2 separate regions of the Sus scrofa genome follow, and region 1 is linked to region 2. A link is a contact called in public Hi-C data. All regions are on one chromosome and are shown on one strand. Each heading gives the region's core, a stretch centred on a gene start, on an enhancer-like site or on the middle of the called end of the contact. The rest is flanking DNA. Distances are from core to core; before and after follow the strand shown.

Evidence for each region. A called contact is a pair of places that touch in the nucleus more often than the background predicts.
Region 1: a Hi-C map of embryonic fibroblasts shows a contact between it and region 2, with 4 times the contacts expected there. The contact joins the promoter of BMT2 here to the enhancer-like site in region 2. A contact is called at or near these places in 1 of 5 promoter capture datasets (liver) and 4 of 47 Hi-C or Micro-C datasets (embryonic fibroblasts, epiblast stem cells and liver).

The regions. Positions count from the first base shown.
Region 1 is chr18:32,796,828-32,799,527 of Sscrofa11.1, forward strand. It overlaps BMT2 (probable methyltransferase BMT2 homolog), which reads left to right and starts at 1,451. Exons shown (of 5, transcript XM_021079235.1): 1 at 1,451-1,707. The coding sequence starts at 1,548.
Region 2 is chr18:32,733,225-32,735,924 of Sscrofa11.1, forward strand. The region is part of intron 1 of LOC100621238 (a long non-coding RNA gene); the gene reads right to left. Among named protein-coding and RNA genes, the nearest start is that of BMT2, 64 kb to the right of the region's middle. Within about 2 kb of position 1,312, at least 4 of the 83 cell types and tissues checked have an H3K27ac peak or open chromatin away from gene starts, as enhancers often do. A contact at or near this core is called in embryonic fibroblasts, where this site is marked.

The sequences.
Region 1 (2,700 bases), core at 201-2,700, 64 kb after region 2:
TTTTAATGCTCTCTTTACTATAATTATAACTCCCATCTTAAATCTTCCGTATTATAAATTCCATTATATCTGTCTGCCTCATATTAAAATACGGAAAGAACCAAAAGAGGTATCTTTATCAAATTCCCCTTTTTCCAAATGAAATCCCCTCCCAAATAAAATCTCCTATCTTCATCTTGTTAGGCATGTGCGTTTAATTTCTCTTCATAATTACAATTAGTTCTTATGAAGTTTATTTGTGTCTGATCTGCTTCTTCATTGGGCAGGTAGGGACACATCTTCCATCTTAAATTTCACCAATTTCTCCCTTTACTTCCTCCCTGTTATTCCCCCTATGTTCTGGAGAGTTATAAACTCTGGAGAGTTGAAAACTACAACCTAGCACAATTCATTAAGGGCTCTCAGCCGGTTGAATCTCTGACACTCCAGCAGCCCAAGTACCACTTTCCAAGCTAATGCAGTCTTTTCTTTGGAAAAGAGCTTTCCACCTTTCTGGGACAGAAGTTTGTAACCACATTCCCCATAAGCTTCCCATGAAATCAGGAGTTAAGGAGGTAGAACAAGTTGCCAAACCCCCTAGGCACACTCCGCATAGATTAACCCACCAAATTAAAGGGTGGGAGGTCATCCAGGTCATCTTTAAATAAAACTGTTTCAAGTTCTGTTGCGAATTAGACCAAAGCAGTCTTTCTCTGACACCCGGGAGGACCACCATAAAAGTTCTTGAGTGCATCTGTTGTGGATTCTTAACTACCCATTCTCCCTTTTCCACCATCTTCTATTGTTTTTCTTGACCCTCTCCTTTCTCCAATTTCTATGTCTTTTGCTCAGCACTGGAACTAGAGGCATTAACCACTGCTGGCCCGTGAATTAAACCAGTACTTGTTAGCTAGACCTCTTCTTGCACCTAACAAAGCATCCATGCCTGGGTTCCTTAAAGTACAAAATTCCAGTGCTGCCTTCATTTCTAAAGCCCTTCTCAGCGCTATGCAGCTAAAGGGAACCTACAACTGACCAGGTGCAGCGGGAGCTCAGGTAGAGGACCCTGATCACATCATGCCAGAATATAACTCGCAGGAAGGGTAATGGCTGAAAAATGTGAAAGAGCTGGGCGGGAGAACAAAATCCAACCTAAGCAAACTCAGACGCGCAAGCGCGTGGCTCACAGCGCGTCTCCCGTGGCTTCACCACAGCGCCTGCGCACAGGATCCCAGGAGCGGCGGGGAAAGGAGAGAAGCGTCTGGCCTAGTGCCACCGCCTCGACAACGTAGCCTGCAAGCCCCGCCTCCTCCAGCTGCTCGCCTTCCCAAACAAGCGGGTGCGCCCCTAGCGCTCTCTGTCCATTGGCCCTTGGCCTTTTCCGTTTCCGCCCAGCCCTCCAGAGTTCGCCAATCAGCTTGGGTGTTTGAGCAAGGGTCCACCTCCAAGGCCGTCGCTCCGCCTCCGCTGCCTCCTCCCGCTGCTGCCTCCGCTGCTGCCTCCTCCTTCCCCACCTCCTCCGTCAGGCGGGCGTCCGCGGGGGCCCGAGGGGCGGCGGCGGCAGCGATATGGAGCCGGGGGCCGGCGGCCGAAGCGCTGCTCGCGGGCACGGGGCCGGGCCCCTAAGCACCCCGCCGCCCCGGGAGCAAGAGCGGAAGCTGGAGCAGGAGAAGCTCTCCGGGGTGGTGAAGAGCGTCCACCGGCGGCTCCGCAAGAAGTACCGGGAAGGTAAACAGCGAGCTGAGCGGGGGGGAAGCGGCGGCCTCGTCGCCCCCAGCCCCTTGTCAACCTCTCCCCTCCCCCCCCCCCCGAGGCCACCATTACAACCTGAAGGAGCTGCACGTCAGCCCCTGCCAGGGCCGCTCACCCAGGCCTGGACGCCCCCTTCTTGGTCGAGTCCTCTGTAGGCGTCAGGCGCGCTCCTCCCGCCCCCTTTTCTTCGAGGGCCCTTCAGGAGCGTTCCAGGCCTTTGGAGGAGCCGAGTCCCCACCTCCTCCCATCCCTGTCCCCAGCTGGGGTGCTGAGATTGTTGTCACCACACATACAACACATAGACCCTCACCCAGGAGGTGGAGGTCTCTTGTTGCAAGAGACCTGAAGCTGAAACACGAAGGCAGGTAGAATCCATTCGAGAAAGACGGACTGAAAGAAGCACTCCCTCGCATTTGACCTGCCTGTTTGATTTGCTGCCCCGTCAGACCCCCTACCTAGTACCTCATTCCAGCGGGTTTAGCCCGGGCAAGAGCTTCCTCGCTTTGGCTTCCAGGGCTGCCAAGTCAGCAGGCCTTTTAGCTGACTGGACTTCACCTTGTTAAAAGGGGGAGGGGCTCCATCCTTGCCCCCCTCCCCCATTCTTCAAATTCTGGATCTTATTATTCAGGTGGGAGAGGAAGAGATCTGGGTCAGGTGCTCGAAATACTGTTTATTTTCGAATGGTCTGTGTAACTACTAACTCTCCTAAGGGGACAGATTCCGGTTGCCATTGCTGGGGACCTCTCTTATGGAAGATCTTGAGCAAAAGAAGAAGCTGTAGTAGCTTTTCGTTGGGCCTGAGGAGTGTTTATAGTTGGGATCTACAGGTATCCTTAGTATTTTAAAATGTAGGCTTTTTTTACAGAGCTTTTTTTAATAGGAAATCGACAGTGAAAATTCTCAAATTTTTTATGTGCTCAGTAGATATTTCTTCTAAGGATCAAAATGAGGAATAACTTTCTTTTTTGC
Region 2 (2,700 bases), core at 62-2,561:
ATTTGAATCCTTTAAGATTCCCATATAAGTTTTATCATATGACGTTTGTCTTTTACTCTCTAACTTCACTTAGTACGATAATTTCTAGGTCCATACATGTTGCTACATATGGAATTATTCCATTCTTTTTTATGGCTGAGTAGTATTTCATTGTATATATGCACCACATCTTCTTTAGCCATTTCTCTGTTGATGGACCTTTAGGTTGCTTCCATGTCTTGGCTGCTGCAAATACCACTGCAATGAACATCAGGGGGGGCATGTGTCCTTTTGAATTATGGTTTTCTCCAGATAGATGCCCAGGCCTGGGCTTTTATATATATTGTGATTAGATACACCAGAAAAATTTAATATCATCCAGAGTGATTGGTTCTCAGTGGAACCAATTAGATTACTTGTGAAAAACCTTCCATGGAGCCTGAAATACCTGCCAGGTGTACTGCTCAGAAAAATATGAGCTTTGATACCTAAATTATTAGGAGTTATGTTCAAAGAAACAGCCATACCACTGTAACCCATTATCTCCCTGACCACATCTCTTATTACTCTCCCCTCTCTCCTATTCCACTCTAGCTTCAAAAAGGCCTTTAAATGCCTTTGCATTGCCTCTTCCATCTGCCTTAGCCCCTCTTCCCTCAGGTATCCACAAGGCTAACTCCCTCCTGCTCACTTCCTTTATGTCACCTGCATGGAGACACTTTCTCTGACCACAGAGAAATCTATTACTTTGTGGTTCCCATCCCAGTTTGTGTTTATTCATCATTCATTTTTTGCCTAATGAACGTTCTGTGAAGACGGACCTTATTCTGTTTCCTATTGTTTTTTTTAACAAATAGTCATTCATTACCAACTGTATGCTAAGCACTATTTTAAGGAACATAACTATGAAAGGAGTTTACATTGAAGAAGAATGAGAGGGAGACAGGCAGTAAAAGTAAATGAGTAAAATAGCATGATAGTTCAGATAGTAACCAATTGTTTGCCGAATACAGAACAGGGGAAGGTGATAAATGATGACTACTAAGGCTTGGAAGGTTAGTTTGTATTGGCTCCCAGAATTTGGTCTGGACCTATTTGGTGGATGGATAGCATTTCCACTTATTGAGGCAAATATTCAGTGCTTGGCACATAATAAATGCTTAATAGTTATTGAACACATCAATCAATACTGAGCTTCTGGGCGAAACTGTCTTTGAGTAAATCAGTTCTGATGAAAACAGAGGTTGGAAACTATTACAGTTATAGAGATCAGAGTTGCATATGCTGGTTTCAATTTCATTTGGATGAATCAGAGGTGATGTCTCTGCTATTACAATTTCCCTTGGCAATGCCTCGGATGGAGTAACAATGGGTGTATGCATTCACAGAGCTGACTTCTGGTACGGCCAGAGTAATGCAAGGTTTAAAATGGGTAGTCAGTGAGAGATTTGAAGATTACCCCCTATGAAGCTAGGTCACTTTGTGAAGTAGTTCTCAGTTGTATGACCCATGGTTTAGTTTAATATGGTAGAGACTGATGTTGAGTAACACAGAATTATAAAAACAAAACAAAGCAAAAACAAAAACAAACAAACAAACAAACAAAAAAACAGAGTGAGCAGAAGTTTGAATTTCATGCAGGGAAGATGATTGTGCCCCAGATAATTTAAATCCTTTTTAATAAAGTAACTGGAAGCCTTCTAGACATGCCAAGTTTATAGGAGAAAATTGGTGGGGAGTGAGAGGGTAGGGCAAGCTATAGCAGGGTCCTTGCTGAGGGTCTTATAAATCACATCATAGAAGTTACTTTCTTTAACCACACACAAGGCCACCCTTGGGTCTTATTGGTTAAACAAAGTAATCATGGTTTGGAGAGATTATCCACCCTGTAGAACTTCTGGGAAGAGGGTGGAGTAGAACCAAGAAAAATTCTTTATCTCCTAATCAACACTGGAATATTAGGTTGCTCAAACCTGGGTTATTTAGAAACCTGCTGGCACTAGCACCCCCTAGGCAGCTAAGAGGAACCAGCAGCAGCCTCATAGCTGCCCAGGATGGAGATCTCTAGGGTGTCTGCAGTTGAAGGTTATATATATCCTCTGATGTGTCCTCCAGAAAGCTAGAGCTCTGTTTCAGCAGGATTATGAGGCTTAATTGATTAGTGATGCTAAAGTATATACCATCTAGTTGTAGAGTTTGTCATCTTAGCCTCATAGATTTGAGTTAATTTCCTCCCAAGGGAGGCATCTGCAGTTTTCTTAAGTAATAGTTTTAACCTAATACCCCCAGTGGTTAAAATCCTGATAGTTAAAAGTTAATGGGTTTCTAACAAGCTATCCCCAATATACGCATAATTTGTATTCTTTTCATTTCCATGGTAGTTCCACATTAAGATTGAACTGGATGAAACAGAAGAAATTAAGATTTCTTGTTCAGAATTTGGTTTCTGAGATAATAACAAGTGTTGAAAAATGCTATTCTTTTCTTTTTTGTCTTTTTAGGGCTGTAGCTGTCATATGTAAGTTCCCAGGCTAGGGGTTGAATCAGAACTGCAGCTGCCAGCCTACACCACAGCCACTGCAATACTGGGTCCGAGTCACGTCTGCAACATACAGACGATTTGTGTTTCCTAAGCTCAGAGTACCTCTCTTTCCATTAAATTCTCTGGGAATTGGGGGTTATCAGTGCAAAGGCTGACACTCTGGCCATTGATTTTGCTTT